Regions from separate parts of the Sus scrofa genome. Here all the other regions are linked to region 1. The links are chromatin contacts, called in public HiChIP or PLAC-seq and promoter capture Hi-C maps. All regions are on one chromosome and are shown on one strand. Each heading gives the region's core, a stretch centred on a gene start, on an enhancer-like site or on the middle of the called end of the contact. The rest is flanking DNA. Distances are from core to core; before and after follow the strand shown.

Evidence for each region. Promoter capture Hi-C pulls out the DNA fragments that hold promoters and counts their contacts. HiChIP or PLAC-seq counts read pairs in DNA pulled down with a chosen protein or histone mark.
Region 2: a contact with region 1 is called in a promoter capture Hi-C map of fetal skeletal muscle, with 3 times the contacts expected there. The contact joins the promoter of ARIH2OS here to the promoter of PRKAR2A in region 1. A contact is called at or near these places in 2 of 5 promoter capture datasets (fetal skeletal muscle and liver), 3 of 47 Hi-C or Micro-C datasets (heart right ventricle, liver and skeletal muscle) and 2 of 2 datasets of contacts at active chromatin or transcription factors (alveolar macrophages and skeletal muscle).
Region 3: an H3K27ac HiChIP or PLAC-seq map of alveolar macrophages shows a contact between it and region 1. The contact joins the promoter of SLC25A20 here to the promoter of PRKAR2A in region 1. A contact is called at or near these places in 6 of 47 Hi-C or Micro-C datasets (embryonic fibroblasts, fetal heart ventricle, heart right ventricle and 2 more) and 2 of 2 datasets of contacts at active chromatin or transcription factors (alveolar macrophages and skeletal muscle).

What each region holds. Positions count from the first base shown.
Region 1 is chr13:31,514,270-31,518,777 of Sscrofa11.1, reverse strand. PRKAR2A (protein kinase cAMP-dependent type II regulatory subunit alpha) reads left to right here and starts at 1,773. Exons shown (of 11, transcript NM_214258.2): 1 at 1,773-2,026. The coding sequence starts at 1,774.
Region 2 is chr13:31,568,108-31,572,615 of Sscrofa11.1, reverse strand. It overlaps ARIH2OS, which reads left to right and starts at 2,068. Exons shown (of 3, transcript XM_013981653.2): 1 at 2,068-2,152; 2 at 2,233-2,486; 3 at 2,488-2,851. The coding sequence starts at 2,068. The coding sequence ends at 2,790. ARIH2 (E3 ubiquitin-protein ligase ARIH2) reads right to left here and starts at 2,590. Exons shown (of 16, transcript XM_003132197.6): 1 at 2,371-2,590.
Region 3 is chr13:31,550,657-31,555,164 of Sscrofa11.1, reverse strand. It overlaps SLC25A20 (mitochondrial carnitine/acylcarnitine carrier protein), which reads left to right and starts at 1,876. Exons shown (of 9, transcript XM_003483178.4): 1 at 1,876-2,086. The coding sequence starts at 1,982.

The DNA.
Region 1 (4,508 bases), core at 524-3,023:
GGGTAGCATCTATACCAGTGGGGGCTGGATGTTCCTGCTTCTTGAAGCTCAGTTCCCAGCAGCACTGAGCTCCTGGGTGTGTGCCAAGCTAATATGAGAGATCCTAGTGAGGATTTTAATTAATGCTGGGTAATTACCAGGTGGAGCGTAACCATCCCAAATGCCTTTCAGATTCCCAGGGCTACATCTAGTCACTTTCTGCCTGGGCCCAGCAAAGAGAGGGAGGATTCTATCCTATGCCCTCTGAGTCTTTGGTCAGCACTTATGCTGTATGGACATCCCAGAAAAGTTTCTACCTTTTCCTGTTCCCCTCCAATTTGGTGTGCATGAAGGGGCAACTTGGGAAATAGCATGGCTTCTCCAGTTTCACCTATGCCCTCTCCCCAGGGGCAAAGGATATCTGTGCCTTGTGGTCTGCTCAACACCATTAAAGTACTGCTGGCCCAGGGTGGAATATAGGGATAGAAGAGATATCCAGACCTAGTCCTGGGAATCCTGATTGTATTGCTCAAGAGGAGAAAAAGGCACAGTGGTCATTCCTGCTCTGGGACTTTCTCTTTCTCTCTTGCTCTCTCTGATTTTTGTTGTTGTTGTTGTTCTACCCAGTTTTGTGGAGGGTTTCTTGCCCTTTTTTGGAGGCTTAAGTTCTTCTGCCAGTGTTCAATAGATGTTCTGTGCGAATTGTTCTATGTGTAGTTTTGTTTTTTTGATGCGTGTGCCACTTCCAAGTTGAGCTCTGCGGTCCTGCAAGCCGTAGAGCACATGGAGTGGGAGTTGTCAAAAAACAACTTTCTTTTGTGGGAGAAGGTGAGGGAGACATCTTAACTCCTCTGCCATCTCGATCCTTCTCTCCTGCTCTGGGTCTTATTCCCTTTTCTCAAGGAACATGTTTGACCTTCTGAGCTCTTCCAGGCTTATTTATCTGCCTTTGGCTCCAAAATTACTATATCACTGAAACTCCTCCTATCTACAAGGTCTTCTCCCTTTGACATCTCACAGTCTTCCTGCCAAGACTTCTGAGGGGCCTATGGTCATGCCACTATTCCACCCTGAGGTCTGGGTGGTTCTGACTTTACCAGGTCTTTGCACTTACTGCCCTCTAGGCCACATGGCTTTTCTTCAGATGCTCCTATGGCCAGATCCTGCCCAGGCCTCTGAGCCAGCTTAAATGCCATCCCCTAATGTGGGCCCTCTTGCTCTGCACTATAGCTGGAACCACTCTGAGGTGGTAATGTGCATTTTTACGTTGACTCTCGGTTATGTCCCTGGCACTTAGTAAGGGCTAGCAAACGGGAGGATCCTAGGGTGTGTTGAAAGTAGAAATTAAAAATAAGCGGCGCCAATGGACCCGCTTAACGGGAAAACCATTAATTGCTGCGCCTTGCGGAGAGACTGCCCGGCAGGCCCGGTGGGCTATTGGCGCACGCGCACTGAGGGCCAGAGCGCTGGCGGGAGCGCGCACGCCCGCGGCAGCGTGCGTCACAACCCGGGCTCCTGCCCCGCCCGTCCCGCTTGCCCGCCTGTCGGTACCCGCGGCTACGGCGGCGGCTGCCCAGTGACAGCGGCGGCGGTACCAGGCCGGCCGGAGTAGCGTAGGGTGGCGTGACCCGGAAACGCACACCCGGCCAAAGGGCGACCTGGCGCGAGGGGGGCCCAGCCCAGGTCGCGCGTGAGGAGACCTCGCGGGTGCCGGGCGGGAGGCCGGCGTGAGGGAGCGCCCAGACAGTGGCTGCCGGCGGCCGGGTCCTGCCTGTCCTCGCGGCCGCCGCCGGCATGAGCCACATCCAGATCCCGCCTGGGCTCACGGAGCTGCTGCAGGGCTACACCGTGGAGGTGCTGCGGCGGCAGCCACCCGACCTGGTCGACTTCGCGGTGGACTACTTCACCCGCCTGCGCGAGGCCCGCTCCCGAGCCTCCACCCCACCCGCCGCCCCTCCTTCCGGCTCCCAGGATCTAGAGCCCAGCTCTGGCCTTGTCACCGACGCGATCGCGGACAGCGAGTCGGAGGACGACGAGGACTTGGACGGTAGGAGGCAGGCTGGGCCAGGGGTCGCGGTGGGGGGGTCGAAGGAGCAGTGGCGGGTCGGGTAGGGGTCTCTAGGAGTTCCAGAGGGGGCTTCGGGGGCTAGGCCTGCAACCCTGGGCCCGGGACCTTGAAGCTCTCGAGCGGAGTTTGTCTGGGTTCCCGAACGGCGGGCTTGATCCCCGCGTGTGCCACTTCCAAATTGAGCTCGGCAGTCCTGCGAGCCGTAGAGCGCACGGAGTGGGAGTTGTCAGATTCAGCTCAAGAGAAACGTGCGCGCTTTCGGCCCGCATGCTGGCGCGGGGCCGGAGGGGCGTGGAGCCCACGGCTGCTTGGCCTCTGCTGGAGACCCTTCGCCCACTTTCGTTCCGAAGACAAGAACATTCACATCCACTGACTCATATTTCATAGCCAGGAAGGTAACTTTGTCTGGAAAGAATTCATTTTGTGAAGTTATTGTGAAAAACTTCGAGCATATACAAAAATAGAGAGAAAATGTGAAATGAACCCCCTATATGCCATCACCCCCATTACACAGTTGAAAGATCTGTCACAGATGTTTCAGCTGTATTTTTTTTTTCCTCTTTGCTGAAGTATTTTAAAGCAAATTCCAGCATTTCACCCTTGGTCCTTGAGTATGCATTTCTTAAAGTACGGATCCTGGAAAGAAAAAAAACCCTATATATATAATATCTATCTATCTATATATATATATATATACACACACACACATAATAATATAATAATAATTTATATATATATATAAATTTGGCTAAGATAATTGGATCAAATAAATTTGATGAGGGTAAACAATAACTTTTTTTAGCATACGGGTTGCAGGAAAGAGAACAGTAACACTTTCTATATATATTTAAGCAGGGTTGTCAGAAAGCAATTCCATTTTCCTTGGTTGCTTCAACATAGGCTTTGTCAACTTAACAATAGAATTACCCTACTTTTGAACAGCCAGATTTTTTGAACTCATTTTAAAAAATTAAATTATAGGAGTTCCCGTTGTGGCGCAGTGGACAAATCTGACTAGGAACCATGAGGTTGCAGGTTTGATCCCTGGCCTTGCTCAGTGGGTTAAGGATCTGGTGTTGCCCTGAGCTGTGGTGTAGCTTGCAGACTCGACTTGGATCCCACGTTGCTGTGGCTCTGGTGTAGGCCAGTGGCTACAGCTCCGATTAGACCCCTAGCCTGGGAACCTCCACATGCCACAGGAGCGGCCCTAGAAAAGGCAAAAAGACAAAAAAAAAAAAAATTAATTATAGTTGATTTACAATGTGTCAATTTCTGCTGCACAGCAAAGTGACTCAGTCATACACACACACACACACACACACATATATACACACATATATATGTATATATATACACACACACACACACATTCTTTTAATATTATTTTCCACCATGGTCTGTCCTAGACTGGATATAGTTCTCTGTGCTATACATAGGACTTTATTGTCTACCCATTCTAAATGTAATAGCTGGCATCTATTAACCCCACACTCCCAGCCCATTCCACTCCCTTCTCCCTCCCCTAGACAGTCAGAAGTCTGTTCTCCATGTGTGTGAGTCTTGGACAGCCAGAATTTAACAAAAAAGTGAAAACATTTGCAGGACAGAGTTAGAGACTTAGTGTTGCTAGATCATATTGGAGAAAAAAAACCCCAACAACCTAGTTCTGAATTGAATCCATATTCAAGTCAGACTGGCAGGGAGTTAATTATTGGTCATTGCTGTTAGAGGTTGTAAGCTTCAGTTTCTGGACAGCTTTCCTAAGTTTATTCATACCAAGTGTGGAAATTGCTTTTCTGGGTTTCCCCTGACTTAATACACATTAAATTATGGGTTTTTCACCTTGAACCTGGAAATCAGAAATTATTTTCCAACTCTGCCACCAGATCTCTGCCACAGAAGTGTTTGGTGGCCCAAGACAAAGCTGCGGAACCTGTTTGATTTTAAATTCACTTATCTTTAAAATAGGTACAGTGACAACAACTTCCTAGGGATAAATTGGTTTTTTATTTGTTTTTGCTTTTTGGCTACATTTGTGGCATGTGGAGGTTCCCAGGCCAGGGATTGAACCCGTGCCACAGTTGTGACTTGCACCATAAATGTGTGGCAAAACTGGATCCTTAACCTGATACACCACAAGGGAATTTCTGGGATAAATATGTTTTTAAAAGCTTTGTTTCAGGAGTGAATCCTACATTTGTTTCACTGTCATAACTATACAACACAAAGCTATAATCTGCTTTGTGACAATTTTTATTTACACAGAACAAATATTCTGTTAGTCCCGGATGAGTAAAACAGAGTTTACAAGTTTTGTGTTATATCTTCATTCTGTGTCATCTTTAATTAATCTTTTTCAAAATTGAGTTGGCTTAAATCTTTGTAACTGTGCTTTATTTTATTGGTATATAAATATTCTTTTGTTTATATCTCTTAAGTTGCTGTACTAAATATAATTATA
Region 2 (4,508 bases), core at 819-3,318, 54 kb before region 1:
AAACGCCCCAGGAGTTTCCATTGTGGCTCAGTAGTTAACAAATCTGACTAGCATCCATGAGGACGCAGGTTTGATCCCTGGCCTTGCTCAGTGGGTAAGGATCCCCACGTTGCCATGAGCTGTGGTATAGGTTGCAGATGTGGCTCGGATTCCATGTTGCTGTGGCTGTGGTGTAGGCTGGCAGCTATAGCTCTGATTCAAGCCCTAGCCTGGGAACCTCCATATGCAGTGGGTGCAGCCCTAAAAAACAAACAACAACAACAACAACAAAAAAAGTCCCCAACAGAATGCTCACTAGGTAATGTTAACACCCATTTCCCACCTCTCTTCTGACATGTTTAGGGCTATGTGACTTTTCTTTTTTTTCTTTTCACAGCCCCACCTGTGGCATACAGAAGTTCCCAGGCTAAAGGCAGAATCAGAGCTGCAGGTGCAGGCCTACACCACAGTCATGGCAACACCAGATCCAAGCCACATCTGCAACCTACACTGCAGCTTGTGGCAACGCCGGATCCTCAACCCACTAAGAGAGGCCAGATATCAAGCCCTCATCCTCACCAGCACTGTTGGGTTCCTAACCCACTGAGCCACAATGTGAACTCCATTCCTAAAATTTGACTTTTATCTGCATTTTTACATAAGATACTGCTTACTGGGCAAATAAGCATAAACAGTATTATAAATATTGCTCCCATCTGCAAAACAGCACTACCAATAATAGCTTTCATTTAATGACACCAATTTCAGGTCAGATTCATTCTCATTAAATGTTTATAACTCTACAAAGTAGCTATCATCCCCTTCTTATAAATGAGGAAAAGAGTTCAAAAAGATTAAATAACTTGCCCAGGTCCACACTGCTGCCAACCAGTAGAGTCCAGTGTTACACTTTCACCAGATCCGTGGCCTATGAGGACTCCTAACTCCCCATCACTCTCCTGGAGAGCCTAATACTATTCACAAAGCCACCTCCAGAATTACAATAAAAGAGCAAGGTTTTCACTTTCTCCGGATTTCTCTCCAGGATTTGGGCTTTAAGGGTTGCCCACAGGTTTCTCATCAACTTAATACTCAAGAAGGAGGGGAAAACATCAGGCTCCCTTCCAAAAAGAAGAACACCATTTCATACTTACTGAGTGTTCTAAGTCTAGACTTAAATAAAATCTTAATTTTTGTTACCTTTTCAAAGTTAAATAAACTTTATTCTACTTGAAAGAATACTGACACTGCTTAAGGAGACCAGTACGTTATTGCCTTATTACAGAACAGATGATAACGGTTTGATTTCCTCTGGATGTTAAATACTATCCCTACATCCCAAACAGAAAAGGAATAACTGAAACTACTTCCCACTCCACCCCCAAAGTCACGTGTTCAGAAGACCTGACATCCACTCCGTGCTAAAGAATTGAAACGGAAGACTTCTCAGTTTAAAGTTGACATGAGCAAAACAAAAACATTTTGGTGGATCTAACGATGTTTAACTACAGATATAATATTTAGCGCTAAATAGTCATTTACTAAATCTACATCTCCGAAGAAAACCTAGTAAAAAAATATGAATCAGCAACTTAGTTTCAAAACCCTACATTAAATCCGCAAGGTAATACGGTAGTCACTAACAACACACGGTTATTTAACTTAAAAATTAAACAAAATTTAACATTTGGCTGTTCAGTCGCACTATCCATAAATCAAATGCTCAAGGGCTACGGGTGGCTAGTGGTCAAGGGTTACTCAAAGGTACAGAATATACGCATTGTGAGAGAAAGTTCTATGGGACAGGGTAACAATCAGTACTGAGGTGAAGTCATCCGAGAACACAGTAGCCTCTCCCGCGGCTAGCACAGCAGGGTCCCCCGAGGCGGCGGCGCAGTTCCTGGGCTGCATATCGTGTCCGAAGGGCCGGGATATCCGCGAGGACACGGAGCCCACGCGCTGGGGAGCCTTCACTGGCGGGCGTTAACTAGCCGCGCGGGAGGCATTGCGAGAGTTCCCAGTGATGACTCGAATGGGAAACTCCGGAGGCAGTGAGTCTCCCTGGTGTGGCCGGCGGAGAGGGCCCAGATGCGCCGGCGCCAGTCGGTGAGAGGCGCCGGCCTCCGACCTTTACGCGAGCAGAGCAAGCGGCTAGAAGAGGAAAAACGGAGAAGCGCCAGGCGCTAGTCCGCTCAGACTACGGTTTTTAGCCGCCCCTCGGCGGGTAGCAGAGGGCGCTGAGACAGTGAAAAGGCTGCGGGGGGCGCCGGGACCTCGCGGGCAGCGACGAAGGCGGAGCCCCGGCCTGGCTAGGGAGGCGCGAGGAGAGCCCACCCCCCCTCCCCCGGCCCGCTCGGGTAAACAAGGCCGCGACTCGCAATGCGCACTCACCGGGAGCCGCGGCCCCGGGGCCGCTGAGCCCGGGCGGACCAAACTGGGTCGGGCCAGGCCTGAGGAACCGGACACAGGCGCGGCGGCGGCGGAGGCGGCGAGCCAACGCCGGTCAAGGCCCGCGCTGCTTCCTCTGGCGGAGCCTTCTTCGCAGCTCCGGAAGTGTTCGGAGCAGTTGCGTCACTTCCGGCCTGAGGTCGCCCCACGGTCGCCCGGGTCGTGACTGGCGCTGGGTGATAACGCTTCTGCGCGGTTGCTTCTCTGCAGCTTAGCGCTCCGACCCAGAGTGTGCCCAGCGCACTGCCGGCGCCGACTGCTGCGAGGGGCAGCAGAGGAAAGGGTTTGGCTTATTGGAGAGGGGTCACTCACTGCATCTCTTCCTGCTTTCTCCTACCAGCGCCGCCCGCCGGGATACCCTAAACCTGAGTTTTTCTTCTTTCTTTCTTTTTTTTTTTTTGGTCTTTTTGCCTTTTCTTGAGTCTCTCCCGCGGCATATGGAGGTTCCCAGGCTAGGGGTCGAATCGGAGCTGTAGCCACCGGCCTACGCCAGAGCCACATCAACATGGGATCCGAGCCACGTCTGCGACCCACACCAGAGCTCACAGCAACGCCGGATCCTTAACCCACGGAGCAAGGCCAGGGATCGAACCCGCAATCTCATGGTTCCTAGTCAGATTCTTTAACCACTGTGCCACGACGGGAACTCCTAAACCCGAGTTTTTCTGATGGACTCCTCACTTCACCGTTTGTTAGCCGTGTCCGGCACGGAGAAGACACCCTGACGTTCGTGGAATGGATAAAGGACTTCTATTTCCCATCCGCTCTCTGATCAAAGATCAAAGGAGAGCTGGGTCTTCGGGTCAGCGCACCGGGTCGGGATTTTCTGCCTACATTCAGATGCCGTCCCCTGGTGGCCGCGGATCTGCAGGACCACACCAAGCTTCCTTTTCCCTTTCCGCAGCCTACTTCTCCCATTCACCCAAGGCTGAATCTTAACTTTCTTGCTGCACAGTTTCTTCAAGAAGTATAGAAAGTGCCAATATGACATTCAGTACCTTCTATGACCTTTAACAAGTATTATGGATAGATAGAACCATGTAGGCTCACTCAGGTTGCTGCTGGACAGCATGGAAAAGCTGCTTCGGGTTTTTTTTTTGGGGGGGGTGGTATTTTTAGGGCCGCACTCGAAGCATATGGAAGTTCTCAGGCTAGGGATGGTATCATACTGCAGCTGTGGCCTACCCAACAGCCACAGCAACACCAGATCCGAACCAGCCGCGTTTGCAACCTACACCACAGCTCATGGCAACACTGCATCATTAACCCACTGACGCCAGGACCAGGGTTGGAACCTGTGTCCTCATGGGTACTAATCCAGTTCCTTACCACTGAGCCACTGGGGGAACTCCTATTGGTATATTTCTTGTACACGATTTTCAGGTTCCAGTTTAACTCACAGCATGTATCCAAATCAAGTGCATTCAAATACAAAGAAGCCCCAAATTAATTTGAAGTGAAAATTAATAGTAAGGAGTGAATAACATAAGATTATGAATTTTCTAGGAGTTCCCCAGTGGCTCAGTGGTTAACGAATCTAAGAACCGTGAGGTTTCAGGTTTGACCCCTGGCCTCGCTCAGTGGGTTAAGGTTCTGGCGTTGCCGTGAGCTGTGGCGTAGATTGCAGATGCGGCTCAGATGTGGCTCTGGCGTAGACCAGTGGCTACAGCTCCGATTCGATCCCTAGCCTGGGAACCTCCATATGCCACGGAAGCGACCCAAGAAAAGGCAAAAAGACAAAAAAAAAAAATTATAAATTTTATATATTAGTAACGCAAAAGTGTGTGTATAACCCAGTGTACTTATTTTATTTGTTTTGACAAAACATATCCATTACATCATGACATTAGTAAAGGACACAAAATGTATTTTCTGGTAACAAGATATCTTTTACTTAATTAGAATCTCTCACTTTGTGTTATTGGTAATAAATCCTCTCCAATAAATAAAAGGGAACATTTTTTTCTGCGTAATTATTGCATTTGCATCATTCACACATCAAGCATATGGGTGTATTGTACAATGTATTGGAATCCCATGTACCGGCCCTGTCTTTTCCTTGCTAAAGGTGAGTTTCTTTC
Region 3 (4,508 bases), core at 627-3,126, 36 kb before region 1:
CAAGTTTTCTGGCAATGCCTCTGGGATCTATTTCTTTTTCTGTCCTTCTATGGTCCCTGGCTCAGTTCATGCCTTCACTGCCTCTTTCCTGGACCACTGTAATCTTCCCTTAACTGATCTCCCTGCTTCCATCCTCTCCCAACGCAAATTCATCCTTCCAAAATGGATTTTCTAAAACAAATCTGATGTCACCACTGTGGTTAAAATTCTTCCATGGTTCCCCATCCCATCTAGAAAAAGCCTATAGCTCAGAGTAAACAGGGTTTCGAGCCTTGCCCCAACTTGTTGCTTTCCACTCCCCTACAGGCCTTCTGTACTAGACAGGCCAGTTACTTCCTGATCCCAATCCTGACCCTGTCACTCATCTTTCCACCCCTAGCATATGTGGTCCACCCTCCCCATTCTAGGCTTCTTGCTAGCCTAGGAGAGCCTACAAAGGAGGACTATTAACACGTCAGCTTGGCAGTGAGGTACTTGCTGCAGAATAGGGGTATGTTTACTGTTCACAACTTTTTTTTTTTCTTTTTTGGCCGCACCTGTGGCATATGGAAGTTCCTGAGCCAAGGAACATACCACAGCAGTGACCCCAGCCACAGCAGTGACAACAGTGGATCCTTAGCCAGTTGAGCCATAAGGGAACTCCAACTGTTCACAACTTTTTAATTTGAGAAATTTCAAACATATGGAAACAATGTAAGAGTAATATAAAAGATCTACTTATAGCACAGGGATTCTTCTCAGTATTCTATAATAACCTATATGGGAAAAGAATCCGAAAAATAATAGATATATGTACATGTATAGCTGAATCACTTTGCTGTACACCTGAAACTAACACAAAGTTGTAAATTAACTATACTTCAATAAAAAATAAACATTTTTTTAAAAAAAGAGTAATATAGTGAATACTTGCATACTGTCTACCTAGAGTAAATAAGCCAAAAACAACAGCATCATCCTTAACTCCTCTCCTACATACCTTATATTCTGTTCATTAACAATTCTTTTAGGTTCTTTCTTCAGAATATATCCAGAATCCAAACATGCCTCACCACCTACTCTGCTGTGCTCTAGTCCAATCCAGCATCTCTGACCAAGACCTTTAGCCTTATAGTCTATTCTCATCCAGCAGTAAGAAGGATCTTGTTAACTCATAAGTCAGACTATGCCACTTTCCTGCATAAAACCCCAGAATGGCTCCCATCTCCTTCAGAGGAGAGACTGATGCCCTTACAGAGGCTCACAAAGTCCTGCTTGATATGCCACCATTACCTTCATGTTTTCATCTATCTAATTCTGCTCTAGCTACAAAGGCCTCCCTCTGGCATCTCTAACTGGTCAGGCACAGCCCATCTCCGGGTTTTTTGCATTCTTTTCTTCTGCCTGTAAGGTCCCTCCCCATCCCCTTCACATCTGTGGACAGAACTCACCTTCTCAGGTCCTGAATCCAGTCACCTTCTCAGTGAAACCCTCCTTTACTCATCTAATTAAAATTGCAAATTACTTGCCCCCCATCCTCTTCCCAGATTTATTTTTCTTCATTGCAGTTATCACCACTGGATACATTGCATTTTCCACTTATTTATCCTCGTTATGGTCTGTAAGATCCATAAGAACAGGGACCCCTGCGCAGTGTTACCAGCTGTGCCTCCAGCACCTGGAAAGGAGCCTGTCACACAGCAGAGTGCCATCAACTTCTGCCAACCGAGTGGAGGAACGAGAACCTAAAACAGACCTTTCACAACGCGTCTCGGCCAGCCCCTACTCCTTCAAGCCATCGAGGCGGGACTTCGGACGGAAGAAGCCCTCCCCCGGCGGAAGCCGGGCCGGGGGGAGCGGTCTAGACCCTCCTCCCGACCTGCCCCGGGCTTATGCCCCGCCCACCCAAAAGTAGGGGAAAGGTCGGCGGTTCCGGCGCTGTGGCTGGAGCGGTAGGGCGAGAGCCGCTGGAAAGCTGCAGATACTGTGACTCAGACGGACCATGGCAGACCAGGCAAAGCCCATTAGCCCTCTCAAGAATCTGCTGGCCGGCGGCTTTGGAGGCATGTGCCTGGTGTTCGTGGGGCATCCGCTGGACACGGTCAAGGTGCGAGAAGGCTGGGGCGCGGGCCGGAGGGAGGAGGCCCAGGCAGGGAGCGAAAAGCAGGGTCTCCCTCGAGGCTCGGCCTAGGACAGAAGGGGTCCCGCAGGAGCTTCCACGAGAAGTCCAGGGAATTTTCATTTCACTCCTTTTGGGGGTCTGGGAAACTGTTCCTGCACCCCAAAGAGCTGAATGGCACAGAACGAGCAGCTTCTAACCGTTCACCAAGGTCTCTTGATTTATTTATTTATATATATCTATTTTTATATATTTGTCTCTTTAAGGCCGCACCAGCAGCATATTGAGGTTCCCAGGCTGGGGGTGGGATGGGCGCTGTAGCTGCCAGCCTATGCCACAGCCACAGCAATGCAGGATCCTAGCCTTGTCTGCTGCCTACACCACAGCTCATGGCAGTGCGAGATCCTTAACCCACTGAGTGAGGTCAGGGATCGAACCAGCGTCCTGATGGATGCTAGTCAGCTTCCTTAACCGTTGAGCCACGACAGGAACCACAGGGCCCTTGATTTAAATAAATGTCTCCGTCCGGCAGCCTCTTATCTGGTGCCACCTCTTTGGGAATGGAAGCTCTGACTTCTGCATTCCCTCATGTTATCAGCAAGTTAGAAACAGTTCATCTGAAAGCCCCCTTCCAGAAGAGAGCTAAAGACTGAGGCATCGTTTTTCTGGAACGTGTCTTTTGACACATTCCTCTGAGCCAGAGTGCTCCATCACTATTTCCTTTGCACCTTTCTTGACCCAGAGAGGGGCTTGACCAACTTAAACCTGTCACCCTACAGTAGCTTGAGTGGCTTCTTATGGGAAGTGATGATGTCCTCAGTTACTGAGCCTCTTCCAAGGAAAGCAGGTGATCAGCTTTGTCCAGGGCTGGGCAGATCCTCACAACAACTAAAGAAGCCATGGTCAGATTGAGGCTCTGGGAAGGGGAAAACACATCAGGGTTTGTTCCTTGTTTATTCTCACATGATGCCGCAATTCTTCCCCCTGAAACACTTTAAGAAAGTGACTCTTAAAGTGCTCTGTGACTTTGCATTCAAAGCTTCATCTTAGTTTTCTCACCTTATTTCTGAACACACACTTGGAGGAAATTGACAGATAATGGTGAGGTTGAGCCTGGGGAATAGACATGAGTCTATAGAGTGGGAAGCCTCTGTAGGGGACTTATATAATGCTGGACAGGGTTTCCTCAACAGAGAATTTGCTTTGGGGACATTCTCTAGGCAAGTTTGGGCAGGAAGCTCCTTGCTGTCTTTCATCTAGGAGAGGATCTGGGGTTATTCTATCACAAACCAGGATTAAAGCAGCCGGGCTGGTTTGGGCCCTGTGAAATATGAAATCAGATGTTTACTCAGTATTTGGTAAATGCCGTGTGTGTTAGGGCTTCCCAGACAGTGGTTATTGCTAAGCAGCACTGTCTAGTAAGAGAATAGAATTGCCTGGTTTCTCTTCTTACTATTGATCTATGTAGGTGGAAATCTTGTTAGTTCCAGGCATCTGGGGCCTCTCTTTAAAGACAAACAAAGCCTTGTTGTTCCCTTATAGGAGCTCTGTACCCTCTTGCCCTTTCTCCCCATTCCCAGGAAGGGCCCAGTGACCTCTGTACTGAAAAGTAAATGACCGAAAATGCTAAGTGGCAATTTTAATAGCCACAAAGTCTCCTTTTAGCTTAAGGCAGAACTGCATATTGCTGACTGCTATCATTTTGACCTCAGAGAGCCAGGTAGGATCTAATCAGAGTCTGGCTTGAAGGCACTTTCAGAGGTCCAAGGTGACTAACGGTGGCTTGAGAAGGCAAGAGCTGCAGCACTTCACAGTTGGAGCTTGGAAAGGCTCTATAGCAGGTGGTTAAGGGCTGGTTGAGTTCTGACTGAAGAAGTAGGGAGACCCGGACATTCTGCATAGGGGGAGGGCAGGAGTGAAGGTGAATATAGGCTAGGCAGTGGAAGCCAGGTTATAAAATAAGACCAGCCATGGAGGACTTTAATGTTCTTGCTGGGCTGGGGTGCTTGATGTCATGAGACAGGTATGAGATTTATACAAAATCACAAAAAGGTATCAGGCAGAAGTTTTGATCCATTTCTCTCTTCCTATTACTAGGGGAGGTTGTGCTTGACCATGGAGGATCTGAAGGCCAAGTAAGGGATTTTGGATGTAAAGCAGTGAGAGCCTCTGGATGTTTCTTGTGTAGTGTCCCATAAACACCTCAGACCTGCATGTTACCTCCATTGCCTAGAGAGAGAGTTTTCCTTAGTGTGGGATATAAGGCCTCAACAAATACAACAATGAGAAATTTCAAGTAATAGAGGAACAGCATGGTGAAAATGGTGTCTTGGAGAGGTTAGTATGATAGCAACATGAGAAGGATTTGGAAGTAGAACTCTGAGCACGAAAAAGATGGCAGAAGTCATTG